Regions from separate parts of the Mus musculus genome. Here region 2 is linked to region 1. A link is a contact called in public Hi-C data. All regions are on one chromosome and are shown on one strand. Each heading gives the region's core, a stretch centred on a gene start, on an enhancer-like site or on the middle of the called end of the contact. The rest is flanking DNA. Distances are from core to core; before and after follow the strand shown. Region 1 overlaps Cyth1 (cytohesin 1). Region 2 has its middle 8.9 kb from the start of Timp2.

Region 1 (7,113 bases), core at 2,005-4,504:
AAGTGCAAGGTGAATGGGTGCCATCTTGATTTATGTGGTAACTTCTGACGGGAAGGCACAGATCTAAATACCACGGTGGAACCCTCAGGCTCTCTCTACACACAAGGCACTACAGAGCCACAAGGGACACAAAGTCTCTACCCAGTCATGACCCTCATCTCCTGGTACTGGAGATTCTGAAATTCTTTATACATAAAATGCCTTGTAATGCTTTAGTAAAACAGAAACAATGAGGTGCTTGTTCTTTTCTTCTGTTTTTTAGGTTTATTTGTTTTATATGCATGAGTACACTGTAGCTGTCTTCAGACACACCAAAAGAGGGCGTCAGATCCAAGGTAGTTGTGAGCCACCATGTGGTTGCTGGGAATTGAACTCAGGACCTCTGGAAGAGCAGTCAGTGCTCCTAACAGCTGAGCCATCTTTCCAGGCTTGGAGAGGCTTTTTCAAAGAAGCCACCAACTGCCATCTATTCTTGCTCAATAAGGGTCTGAAAGCTGAGAGGGGCTTTTTCTACCTCACGTGTCTTAGTTAGGTTTCTATTGCTGTGATAAACACCATGAGCAAAAGTAACTCAGGGAGAAAGAGGTTTATTTCAACCTGTAGTTTATAGTCTATCTTGAAGGGAAGCCCATCAGGAACTTAAGGCAGGATGCACAGGCCATGGAGGAAATGGTGCTTACTAGTTTGCTGCCAGGGGTGCAGAGTTTACTTTCTTATATACCCCAGAGCCACATGTGCAGGGATGGCACCACCCTCATGGGCCCTCCCACCATCTATCATTAATCAAGAAAATGTCCCACAGACTTGCCTATCAGCCAGTCTTTCTCAGTTGAGGTTCTTTATTCCCTGATGAGCTAGCTTGTGTCAAGGTGACAAAAACTAAGTAGTACATCCCAGTAGAGTGCCAGACAGCCACTCCGTAGAGTTGTCCTTAGTCCCAGTGGCAACACTGAAATCTGAAAAGAGCCCAGGAACAACTGAAGCCACTGGGTGGAGTCCAGAGCAGTTCAACTTCTGGCCCTGTGGCAGTCACTGCTGTTTCACAGTAGGCCAAGACTGGGGCTACCCACAGAGGCCCAGGCCTCTGGCTTCTACTGCAGGGTAGAGGTGAGTGAAGGGGGCATGTTCTACCTCTACCCTACTCAGCAAAGGTCTCAGGCAACTCTTAGATGGGCCCTACCTCCTGCACAATGCAGAGGAGGCAGCTTGGCAGGAAAGGAACTGCATGTAGCAAGAGAGGCCCAAGAGAACTGGGATGGGGGATGGAGGGACAGGAAGAAGCAAGGTCTTGTGGCTCTGAGACCCAAGGTAGATATAAAAGGCAGATTCAAGTAGGAGCACAATAAACCAAACACAAAAGGACCGCTCAAGCTCAATTACCCTACAAGTGGGAACAAAAGCACCAACGGCTTGCCTTCCCACACACGCTCCCAGAAGCTTTCTCTACCATGTCAAACACAGGTCTTTCCATCAGAAAATCTGAGTCTGCTTCTTGAAGAAAATTTGGATTCTTAATTTGTGTGTAAAAATTCTCCCAATGGCTACAGCATCAAAATTGTAAAAATTGAAAGTCTTTTGGTACTGAACATGGTGACTAGAGAGTGAGGTGCTCTGTAGAGGCCAGCAGGGAGACACGATGGCACCAGGCAGCGCTGTCACATTCCTCCTTATGCACTGTGTGTGCTTGGTGTACACATGTGAGGCTCCCACCATCAGCAGCCACCATTTAAAGGGGCTCATGGGGAAGGGGCATGCTACAACTCCTCCCTTCCTACTGCTCTATAAGTTGGATCCACAGGAAATGCAATCTTCCCTGCTGGGGTTTCTCAGGAAAAAATGCAGAAACGCCACCAGCTCGTTTGCCCAGAGTCTGAGCCCTTCTTCTGTGTTAGAGACATTCTTGAGCACTGTTCATGATTAGGGAAACTCCTGCTTGGTGACACTGCTGTGGTGGCACCGGTGGCTTTTCATATGGACACACTGCTTAGAATCCTGATTCAGAGGAAGAAAGAGAAACAGGCTCAAGCACCAAGAAGAAGGGGGTCAGAGCAGCCACTGACTCTGGAGAGAAACTTACAGCTCTCTCTGAGGTTGTAAGTTGAGCTTCCATGAGTCCTCTGTAAAGTGTGAAGAAAACAGGGCTAAGGCAAAATATGACTTCCTTGTTTTCCCAGGAAAGGAAGGAATGTGCTGGGTGGGTCATTCCACACCAGCCCACCTGCAGGGTAGCAGGACTTGATTTCCTGCCCCCATAACTCCCTGCCATACATAGGCAGAGAAACAAAGAGGTAGCTGATAACCACCTCCACGGCCAGGAGAGGGTCGCAGCAGCAGCAGCAGCAGCAGGCCAGCTTAGGTTAACTTAGGCTGTGAGGTGCTCAATGATTAGAGACCCGCTCTTAGGGCTAGGGGCGTGGCAATGGCTGTTGTAGAGCTGAGCAGGGATTGGCTGGGTAGCTGCAAAGGCTCTTCCTGGATCCAGACAACTGACTGTAAAGCTGCTACTGATTCCTGGCTCTGTGCTGGAATCACACAAACTCCTGGAGGCTGCAGACCCCGGCAGTCGGGCAGAAGCAACATTCACTAGAGTCATTCTAAGAGGAAAGCAGAGCTGAGCCGGAAACAGATGGGAGAGCAGACACCAGAACACTGTGTTCAGTAAAGGTGCCTTTGGAAGATTGGCATGGTCCAGAGGGAAAATGAAAGGTGGAAATGCCCAGATATCTCCAGGTCTAACTCTCCTTTTCTGATGTAGCCAACAGCAAATTGTACGCAGCCTCCCTCCCCATTTCAGCAAGTTTTGTGAACCATGTGAACATTGGCTGAACACTGGAGCATACATACTGCCTCCAAGCTACCCTGATCACTCGTCTGCAGTTTTCAGCTTCGTCCTTGCTGACCACTCTGCAAGCTAACAGGGCTCCTGATACCCCAGACCCAAGCCTGCCTTTCTTCCCACAATTCTGGACTCTTAGAATCTAATTCCACTCTCTGCCTCCCAAGTCTCCTTTCTAACTGGCCTGTGGGTCCTGGGCATCTGCAGCTAGCCTGGCTTTCATACCCCACCCAAAGAAGGGTGGCAGGTGGCAGACAGCCTCAGGCAGTGGGCCAGGCTGACTGTCTTCAGAGACAGGGTCGGAGGCCTTGCTTCTACTGGTGTCTTCACTAAGAAGAAAAATGTGCATGGCTGCTGTGTGCTGTCGACCCTGCTGTGCTCAGCAGGGAGGTCTGTGAAGCTCAAACCACAGCAAAGCCCTTCAACACTGCCACTGTAGATGGTTGGCATGAGCTTCACGCTTTGATGCGTGCTTTGTACAAAGTCAAACATGTTCCATCAGATGGACGCACATGCCACTCTGAGAAGTATCTGAGGTATTTGTCCACAGCACCAGCACCTGAAGTCTTCCTTATAACACATAGCAAGTTGCTTGTCCAAAGCCAGGAAACAGGTCACCGGAGATGCAGCAAGCAACTGAGCAGGGCCAGGACAGAGGCCACGTTAACATTAAGGTGAACTGTTTAGCCTAGTGTTCCACTGGGGAGATGCTATATGCAACTCTACTTGGTGTGCTTTCCTATAAATACGATTTTATATACCCTTGGAGTACCTTTTATAGCTTCAGATATTTTTGAAACTTAAAAAAAAAAAAAAAAAAACTTGACAGCTCAGGACTGAACTGCTCCCTGCTGGTAAACTGCTCCTCAGAGTTCATGAATGAGGCACAGGTCCAACGCCCACAGCCAGGTTCACACTCCTGGTCCCTGACCGGTCCTTAGCAGTTTACTCTCCTATTGAAGCCTACAGATTCACTTATCTGAGCATTTGCTGAGCATCTGCCACAGGCGCAGCCTGTGCTTGGAGCTGGGACTTAAATAGCTCCAGACCCAGCCTTGCCAGAGGGGAGAGGCGGGCAAGCCTGTGGCAGCAGCAACCTGGCACAGCATCTGTGCATGCCAAGGACATGCTGAGATGCTGCAGAGGGGCCAGCTGGATCCAGGACTTAATGACAACTCCCAAATGGAGAGGCAGGGCAATGACTCCCAATGAGGTAAAAAGCCTTAAGGATGGTGGGCTCACCAAAAGTCAAGGCCTGGGGCACAGTGAGACCAGAGAGCCCCAGGGAGCGCCCTTACTGCATCCCGTGGAGGGGAGGAATATGGGCTCACATTAAGGAGTCTTGATTCCATCCTAAAGGGAAGGCTCAGTGGCAAATTAATGGGACTACATATAAACAGATCAGCTCAAATAGCTAATCTAGAAGCAAGCCTATGGCACTTAAGAAAACAGTGCCCAGTTAATTATATTAGTAATTCTCACATAGGCAAATAAACAAGCAGTGCTGGAGAGCAACGGATTGATACAGGCAAGAAAGGAGGTAAAGGGCTGGAGATAGCTCAGCAGTTTAGACACTTGCTGCTCTAGCAGAGGACTTAGTTTGACCCCCAGCACTCATGGTGACTCATGACCATTTATAATTCCAGCTCTAGGGGATCCAATACCCTCTTCTGTCATCCCAGGATACCAGGCACACATGTGGTGCATGTACATACATGCAGGCAAAACATTCATGCACACAGACAGACAATGTTTTAAAAGAAGGTGAAAGGGGCAAGGCTGACGTGTGTACCGGAAGGCCCTGCCTTCTGAACATCTGACCAAAGTCCTCGTCACTGAGCAGGCACAGCTTGGGACAGCGATTCTGGGGGAGGTGGCTTCATGAGAAGCACCCACTGCCCTCCTTGGAGACCTCTGGGACTATGCACAGGAAACTCCACCTGTTCCTTTCCTTCCCCTTACACCACCCTCAATGCCACCCTGCTCTGTGGCTACATCTTAAGAATCTTTGTTAGCAGTGGCCGAAAGGCTCCTTCCCTTGTCACAAGTAGGAAGCACTAGGAGGGGCTGGGAATTGAGGCAGTGGCCTTCAGTGTTGTTCATTCAAAGCAGAGCTGAGCTGATCCCTCAAGCCCTAAAGCTCTGACTGAAGGCCCTACCCCGGGCCTATCACCCCAGCCCTGGATTTAGGTATGTACCCACACTCTGGGCAAATGACTCCTATACCACACTTCCTACCTGGGTGTGTAGCTGGATGGGGAACTAGCAGCCAGTAACCATGAAGATGTGGCACTACTGGCCTGGCCATGCAGTCTCACTCTGATTAGTCTAACATTTTATTCTGTGTCCTCCTCTGTACTCAAAACTGTTCCCCTTGGAGCTCAATACCTGAGCTAATGTGGACTCGTCCTTCAGAAACAAAAGCTCCCAATAGGCAGCTCACCCCAGCATAGTGGCAGCCTCTATTATCATTCCCCTCTTTGAAGGCAAAGGTACTACAACACAGATGGCACAGCCTTCTCACTCAGGGGATTTGCCCAGGGTGAGCTCTCTAGCCAAGTGTGTGCTCAGTAAGCCAGGAGAGGGAAGTGAAAGGGACAGCCAGATGTCCTCTGACGCATGGCCTCATCTCCTAGGTTTACTCTTGTACCCACACTGGCTGCAGCTGGACAGACACTTGCCCTTTGTTGCCTCAGGGCTGAAACACTGCAGTGCAGCCAAGCCAGGCACAGCAGGAGACTGCCCAGAGTCTCCTGATCACAGCTCCACTGTTCCCCGACCTGTGGGAGGGCAGTTGAGGGAAGTGCAACAGAGGCCAGGAGACTTCGTCTTCACCCAGCCGAGAAAGAGGAAGCCTCTACTTTGCCTACACTTCATTTAAGAAAAGCAAGAACTGTTGATGCCGAACCTAGTCTGCATAACCCAGTGGGTGTCTTTATTTCCCAGCCCAGCTTCACTGTGGTACACAGTTCTGAGAGCTGTGGCCCATCTGCTCCTCAGATAGTCAACAAGCAGAAGGCTGCATGCTACCAAGAACATCTACTGTTTCACACAGAGCTCAAGGGAAAGCCGAGGTTGGGAGAAGCCTGGGTGATTATCGTTAGAATCTTGTATTTATTCACTCTCTTGCCTTCACACACACACACACACACACACACACACACACACACACACACACACACACCCTAGAATCTTATTTACTCAGCACACTGCAGCTCAAAGATCTTCTGAAAGGAACAGGATAAAAACTATACTCCGACTGTGCCCGGGTCCAAAGAGATCCCCAGAATTCCACCCCAGCCACCTCGGGCACCTGGGTCCAATCTGGGGCTGGGACTCACCATCCTCCCCTTCTTCTTTAAGAACCATTGTTTGACTTCTCAGGACAGGACAGGCTGGCAGGGCTTGGCCACGAAGGAGAACTGGTAACTCACTCAGCACAGTACCCAGAGCAGTTTCCTGGGCTGTGGTTGGGTGGAGCTGGAAACACCTACGGGGAAACAGTCCAGCCACTAGGACAGCTCAGAACTGCTTCTGGACTACCAGAGGAAGGGCTAGTGGCACAGGGACCAATTAGCCCACTGCAGCCTCTGTCACCACCCAGTTCCCAGGTCAAGCTCAGGCACCTTCTAGCATGTTAAACAGCACTGAGTCATCTCGCCAGCTCAGCGGTGGGCCCACCCCGTTTTCCCTCACCCAAGCAAGGATGCAGCAGCTGCTTCTTTCTGCCTCACTTCCTCAGTCTTCCCAGGTCATCTCCCAGCTAGAAAGCTGCACATCACCATCCGCAGACAACGACAAGACAGTGGCCACCACAGTGCGCTATCCAGCCCCAGCTACAAGCACAAGGCCGTGGATGAGAAAGCAATGACCACTCTCCCAGTCCACACGAGGTCGGTTTCAACCCCTTTGGGACTTCTGTACTTTTAACACATACATAACTGCACGCTTATGAGGGTCTACCCGATAATTCCATATACACAATGTTTAGCTCCAAAATTAGGGGAGTGATGTATTTCCTTGTCCTTCAATGTGTATGGAAAACTGCCAAGTCTTCTCATCATAAACTGTAGGGTTGGCAAGATGGTTCAGTGGTAGAGTTTGACCCCCAAGAATGCATGTGAAGGTGGAAGGAGACAACCCTACTTCCACAAGTGTCTTCCACCACACTCCCATGCACAAACCCCTCACCTCAGCACAATAAATACATACATGTAAATAATAGTACTAACAGTAATAATAAAAAATCAGGAAGCCAGGTGTGATGGTGCATGCCA
Region 2 (7,113 bases), core at 3,284-5,783, 160 kb after region 1:
ACTGAAGCAGGGTGTCTTTGGGTGAAACAGGCATCCGAGTACTCAGGATGAGTGTGCCTAGGGGAAGCTCTACCATCTCCAGACCCACCCTGCTTGCCCCATCTCCCCCAGAACGTGGAGCGTTCTCAGCAACAGCTTGAACAGATCAGAAGCCCCACCCCCACCCCCCACTCTTTCCGGCAGGTTCCTGGAGAGCCAGACGCTCTTCTCAGACATGGGCATCAAAACTGGCCACACGTGCCAAGGAGGTAGACCTGAGCCAACAACAGGAAGCTCTAGAGGCGGTTGTGGGGGAGGGGTTTCGGGTAGGACTCAAGGGAGCTGGAAGCCGGAGGCTATGGGGAGGTGGGCCTGGGTTTAAGCATCTCTGGGAGGAGACTGTACTAGCATGACCTGGGATTCCAATCAGCACCGTGATGAGCCTCCCCACCCAAATGGGCATCAGAGTCTTGGCTACATCAGGTAGGTGGGGTCCGTCCTTCTGGCCCTACTGTTTACTCAGGACATTCCATGGCTGACAAGATGGTGAGTTAGCAGAGCCTGGACATGCAAACTGGGCTCAGCCCTGCCACAGCTTGACAGTGGACACACTAAGAAAGCATTTCCATAGAAGTTTCATTTCTTTTTTTAAAAAAAGATTTATTTATTATTATAGATAAGTACACTGTAACTGACTTCAGAGGTACCAGAAGAGGAGCTCAGTTCTCATGAGTGGTTGTGAGCCACCATGTGGTTGCTGGGATTTGAACTCAAGGATCTTTGGAAGAACAGTCAGTGCTCTTACCCTCTGAGCCATCTTGCCAGCCCAGAAGTTTCATTTCTTAATCCACACCTTTCATTTAGAGCCTGGCTTCTAAATCTTGGCCCGTTGGTGGGGCTTCAGGTACACAGCAGAGCAGCATTGACGAGAGGAGACTCAGCTTCCTTAGGATAGAGGCTGAGAACTTCTGGCCCTCACACAAATACTGTCCCGTGTGCATGCTGGAACTCATAGATGGTAAATTTGATCGACGGACTGACTGATTGACTAGTGGATTCAGAGGAAGAAATGGCTACAGATTTTTGGCTCTGAGTAAAGCAAGCAACAGAATGTTGGAGAGCGGCTTCTGCTCTGACGAGCAAGTAACACTCCGCTTAGGAACGAACCAGGGACCTGGAGGCCCAGGTGGGAGTCCTGTTCCACACTATCCACCCTGGTCAGGGACACAGGGAAGATAGGAGATATGATTAACTTACAGAGCCAGGCCTGGTAAGGTAGGTTCCTGTCGTCTCTGTGTGTGACACTGAATGCCTCTAATCCGAAAGGATGCTCACTGAGGCATCCGAGGCATCTGGGTATCAGGAGCTGGGGGTGGGTGGGATCAGGCGAGGGTGCAGGTTGTCAGTGACAGGACACCCCTCCCCCAGCTTTAGAACTCTTCCCTCTATGGCAGTGGGAAGGCCTTGGCCATAGCTCATCAAGTACCCGCTTTTAGGTGATGTTTGCTTGGCCCGCCGCTCCTTTCACTTTGGCTTTCCTGTTATCCTGTCCCATTCATCTTTAAAGAGAGGGGGGCTTGGCATCTCCCACAATATGGCTCCCCTTTCCCAGGTGTGCATCCCATAAGCCTGTGAACACAGCATTCCATAGCCAACCTGCAGGCAGCCTTGTGTAAGGCATAACTTCATATCATAGTGACAGTCCTGCCCCCACCCATGTTGGTAGGGGGACTTCAGACTGGAAGGGAGGAGGGATGGATGGAGAGAGGAAGGGGTGGGTAGAGAGAGGGAGGGTGTCCTGGTGGGGAACAGGAAGCCTTGTGATGCTTGGCCCCAAAGAATTGCCACATCTGAACTATGCTGGATGGGCCAGCATCCCAGAGGAAGGCTGACTTGACAGTGACCGCCCAGCTTCAGCCTGTGCACAGGCTGGTGTCACAGGGAGGGACTCTGCAGGGGCCAGGTCCCTCCTCTCTCTTCCTTGGGGCTTCCATCCTAAGAAGGAGGCAAAGCCAGGGATCTCTGCCCTTTTCCCAGAAAAGAGAGGGGTTTGGAGAGCAGGCTGCTGTGGCTTTGGATTCTTAAAAGTCTCTGGCTTCCCCTTCTCCTCCTCTGGCCCCCCTTCAGCCCCCGGCCCCTGTCTACCCCCTCCACCTCCCTTAACCCCATCCCTCCTCTGGTCCCCCCACCCTGTCCCTCCTGGGCTCTCTGGGACCCTCTAGACCAGTTCAGTGAAGCACTGAGGAATGTAGCTGATGCAGGGAGTGGACGCCCCTGGCTGCTCTCATTTCCTCATGCCCAGGCTATTTCCTCTTGGCCCTGGGCATGTGGTCATGTGCTTTTGCTCATGAGGAGCGGGTTGTGATGGGAACCCTCGCCCCTCTGCTCTGCCTTTCCCCAGGAAGCAGCCTCAGCAGGCAGGGAGGGGTGAGGGACCCCAGAGCTTGCTGCCCAGCTCAGCAGGGGTTGCCTGAGGGTGGTGGTTTCAGGTTCCCTGGCCCGCTAGTCAGCTAGTCTGGCTAGTCTCTCTAGTCCCGGATGGGAGGCTCAAGAGGCTCGGGTTTCCCCCGCCACCACCACCATCCTCTGCTTCCTTTGGTGTTGGGGAGTGACAGCCTTTGGCCATGATGTCATTACCTAATCCAAACAGAAGGGAGGCTGGGCTCTGTGGTGAGCTGCAGGCCAGCAGCGCTGAGTGCTACAGCATGGTAAGGCTGTGTAGAGAACCCACCCCTTGCATCTCCCAGGTCCTCTTTTCCTTTCTGCGCTCCTGACCAGCCTCCCTTCCCTTTCTTCTTTCTGGAGATGCTGTAGCATCCCTGTGTCACCACCCCTCAGCCAGGAGTGCACACAGGGCTAGATGCAAAGTCAGCCCTATTCTCTCCAGGGGCAGAAGGACCAGGCTTGGGGTGGGTCTCATCCTAGCAAAGCGATGAGGAAGAAGAGGGGGAGCGAGGTTTCCTGGGAAGGGAGGCATGGTGTCCTGCATCTCCTCTGCTGTCTGAAGTGCAGATCCAGCATCTCTCTGCTTTGCTACAGCCTGCTCAGCTCTCCCTCAGCTATAAAGGGCTGTTCGGCATCAAAGGCAAGAGGAACCACTCAGGACAGTGGTATCCATTTGTGCCTGGAGCTTCCTGGGTAGAAATGCGCCCTGTGACAGACCCTGTCATCTGGTTCTGTCCTGGTGTCCTGTGACCCGGGAACACAGGTGAAAGCTAGTCATCCTGCCTCCTCAGCCCCCTTCTCTGCTTCTCCTGGCTGCAGAGCTGTGCCACTGTGCTCACAGGTAAAGTCAGGGAAACTCAGGGTGACCACGGCTTCCAGCACAGAATCCCTGCTGGGGTCCCTGCAGAGGCAGGAGGATGCTGTGGGCTCTGCCTTAGCACCTGGTCATTTGTGCTATAATTTTGGTGCTGTGGGAAAGCAGGGAATGTCTGGGACATGTCCCTCTAGTCATTCTTGGTGGCCCCATTAAATATCTCTTCCCCGTGGAGCCCGCTCAGCCCTCACACTCTTCCACCTAAAATCCTGGCCATCTGAACACGATAGAGACTGTCCCAGTCCCAGACCTGGGATGGCATGGTGACAGAGAGTGGCTTGATGAGGGATAAAAAAGGACTGTGCCCAGTGACCTACCACAGTGGCCTTATTTTAGACTGCTGTGGCTTGTCTCACAGCTGACTTGTTCACAGGTCTATCCTCCCAATCCACTGAATATTTCTTTTACTTTGTTTTGTTGAGACAGGGTCCCTGGCTGGCTTGGAACTGACTTTGCAAACCAGACTGGCCATGAACTCACAGAGATCCAGCTGCCTCCAGAGCACTGGGGTTACAAGTATGTACCACCAGGCCAGCCTCTGGGTGAATGTCTCTTAAGGTTGTAGTTCATTTGCTCAAAAGTATTTCTTGGGCACACAAGCCATGTGCCAAGGCTGTTCTGAAGCTGGGGCTACAGATAAGCAGGATCTCTGTCCTCTTGTGTGGCACAGACCACCGCTCAGTAGGAAATAAAAGGCATGGGCTTTGAAGATGGCTCAGTAGGTAAAGTGAATTTGATCCTATGTAAGAGCAGAGCGTGGTGGCTGTGCCTGCAAGCCTTGTACTGGGGAGGCAGAGTCAGGCTTTATCTCTGGGGTTGTGTGGCCAGCCAGTCTACCCGAACCAATAGCTCCAGGTTCAGCGAGAGACTCTGCCTCAAAAAAATAAGGGGGAGAGTCTTGAAAAAGACATCCCAATGTTGACCTCTGGCCTACACACACACAGGAAATACAGAGTATAACAGGCTCCATCCAATGGTGTTGCCTAGAGCCTTGTAGGGGCCCAAGTGAGGGGTGAAGGCTGCTGCCTGGGAGAAATAATGGTTCAGGGGTTGGAGGCAGAGTCCTCCAGATAGCTGGGTAGGCACACTTGGAGAGCCAGTGTGCTGGATGTGTAAGGCCAGGGCCCAGGAGCCAGGCTGGCTGTGAGGAGGGGAGTGGGGTGGAGCCAGCGGTCAGCAGGGTCTGAGATGAGCTTTGGTGCGGGGAGCCTGCAGCAGCTGTTGGTGGTGACTCACTGCTGAGCAGAAAGATTGGAAACACATGTTCCCTCGGAGAGGCAGGCGTATTCATTACTCAGAGCTGAGGGTTCCTGTTGAACCTGAACCTGGGTGGGGGTTCAGCTGGCAGCAGGCAGTGGTGAAGCCCGGCTCACTGTCATCACTTGAGCCACTGACCTTGGCTCACCCATGACCAGACCGTAGGAGACACCGAGGGTTCATTTCTAAGATAATGGCTGCCAAGTATCACATTAGCCAGTCTGGTTGCCCTGTTGTCTATCCATTGGAAGTTCTTTTGTAGTAAATACCAGATATCATAGTTCCCTTTGGAAAAAAAAATGTGTGTGTGTGTGTGTGTGTGTGTGTGTGTGTGTGTGTGCACTCCCCTCATGGCCTACCTAGCATGGCTCCTCCCACTACCTGGTGTGGCTCCTCCCACTTCCCAGCATGGCTCTGCCCCACCTGCCTTGTCCTCGTGTGCTTTCCAGGCAAGTCCATGACCTGGTACCACTGTCCCTCCAACTCCACCAACACTCTTAGTTCAAATCCTTCCTTGCAATTCTTTCTTCTCCAAGGCCTGTTCTCCACCTGAGTGGGTCTGCACTGGTCGGAAAGAGCAGCATTCTAGAGAGATCAGAATGTCCCCTCAGGAGGCCCCTGGGTGGGAAGGAAAACACTTGAGCCACGATAGCCCGATAGCCGGTCTAGGAAACAATAGCCCCCTTGGACTCTTTCAGAATGGAAGATGCTCTCAAAGCTCAGCCCTGGAGGAAGCTCCATACTTTCTGACCCTGTTCCTGAAATTTGAGAGAGGTGTGTTCCCAGAAGGTTGTGTGCAGCCCCATTCCCAAGGCCTCTGATCTCTCCGGCCCTGGTAGAGAGGGAAATCTAAACCACGAGCAGGCAGCTGCTCTGGGCTGGAGGGTTATCTGGAAGGTGTGTCCTGGCTGCTCCAGGCTGGAGGGTCATCTGGAAGGTGTGTCTTGGCTGCTGCTCTCATGATGCTGGCTGCCAGGGAAAGGACTGCTTTCAGATTCTCTGTGATCTGAGAAGGAAAACAAGAGCAGGAGGGGAAGGGGGACTTGACTCACAGACTCAAGGATGCAACTGTGACCCTTGGCCTGGTTTGCAGAGGGAGAAACACAACAGATCTATGGCTGAGACAGTCCGGCTTTCATAACCATCCTCTCTCTCCTCTGGACCCAGGGCGGCAAGAGCTCTGTCTGCTGTTCTGAAGGGCAGTGACATAAAGCAGTCGCCACTGTGAGCACTGTCCCGAGATGTGGAAACGTGAATGGTTGGAGTCACCACAGCCCCAAATTTCCCCATCAAAAATGTCCGTCAGGACCATACCATTAAACCCAGCCAGCAGTCAGAAAGCAGAGGCAAGTGGATCTCTTTGAGTCTGAGTCTAGGGAAGGCTACGTAGTGATACTTTGTCTGAAAAAGCCCCAAACAGAAAACAGACAGCCACAAAGTACACCTCAGCTGGGGAGATGAGTCAGCGGGTAAGAGCACTGGCTGCTCTTGCAGAAGACCTGAACTCAGTTCTCTGTTGTGATTTGGTTTATTGCTTGTATTGTTAATTGGGTTCCCAAAATTACAGGAATTCGCACGTCTGCACTTAAGACACTGAGGGTCCACAGCATCAGTTGGCTTTGATTGGTAAATATTAAGTTGCTGGAGGCCAATGGTTGGGCAGCGAAACAGAGGCGGGACTTTTAGGATTCCTAGGCAAAAAGCAAAGGAAGAAGAGAAAGGGATTGCTATGGCAGGAAAGGGATAAGATCCAGGCTTGAAAGTGGCAGAAGAGAAAGCTTACAATCATGTAAGAGCCGGGCAAGAACAGCTTCAGCCCCCTCCCCCCAGCTGGGTGTCTAGGGTAGCAAAGATGAAATATCTTTAATAAGTAATAACTCAGGAGTATCGGCGGGGAGGTGTCAGCAACGTGGAAGTTTGGGAGTGCCCAGCCCTTGAGCTGATTAAGGCATATTAAATATAAGCTGCATGTGTGTCTTTTATCTGAGAATCCACAATATTGGGGCGTTATCGAGGAACTCACACTGCCGCTGCTGGGGAGATCAAAGTAGGTTAATTAACAACAGCACATGTCCCCAGCACCACATAGTGACTCGCAAAAATCCAGTTCCAGGGAATCCACCCTCTTCTGATACTGTATGTACATGGTAAACAAACACACATGTATGCAAAACACCTATACATGTAAAAATAAAAATAAAAATAAATAAATCTTTAAAAACTGTCCATCTGCCTTAGTCGGGGTTTCTATTCTTGTACAAACATCATGACCAAGAAACAAGTTGGGGAGGAAAGGGTTTATTCGGCTTACACTTTCATACTGCTGTTCATCACCAAAGGAAGTCAGGGCTAGAATTCAAGCAGGTCAGGAAGCAGGAGCTGATGCAGAGGCCATGGAGGGATGTTTCTTACTGGCTTGCTTCCCCTGGCTTGCTCGGCCTGCTTTCTTATAGAACCCAGGACCACCAGCCCAGGGATGGCTCCACCCACAGTGGGCTAAGCCCTCCCACCTTGATCATTAATTGAGAAAATGCCTTACAGCTGGATCTCATGGAGGC

The links. Hi-C and Micro-C count contacts between places; a contact is called where the count stands out from the background.
Region 2: a contact with region 1 is called in a Hi-C map of the N1E-115 cell line, with 4 times the contacts expected there. The contact joins two enhancer-like sites. A contact is called at or near these places in 1 of 15 datasets of contacts at CTCF or cohesin (the NIH/3T3 cell line), 7 of 484 Hi-C or Micro-C datasets (the N1E-115 cell line, embryonic stem cells and neutrophils), 2 of 115 datasets of contacts at active chromatin or transcription factors (microglia and pancreatic cancer cells) and 1 of 9 other capture datasets (embryonic stem cells).

Annotation. Positions count from the first base shown.
Region 1 is chr11:118,206,472-118,213,584 of GRCm38.p6, forward strand. All of the region lies in intron 1 of Cyth1 (cytohesin 1), which reads right to left. Among named protein-coding and RNA genes, the nearest start is that of Cyth1, 39 kb to the right of the region's middle. Within about 2 kb of position 3,255, at least 65 of the 459 cell types and tissues checked have an H3K27ac peak or open chromatin away from gene starts, as enhancers often do. A contact at or near this core is called in the N1E-115 cell line, where this site is marked.
Region 2 is chr11:118,360,803-118,367,915 of GRCm38.p6, forward strand. No RefSeq gene overlaps it. Among named protein-coding and RNA genes, the nearest start is that of Timp2, 8.9 kb to the left of the region's middle. Within about 2 kb of position 4,534, at least 102 of the 459 cell types and tissues checked have an H3K27ac peak or open chromatin away from gene starts, as enhancers often do. A contact at or near this core is called in the N1E-115 cell line, where this site is marked.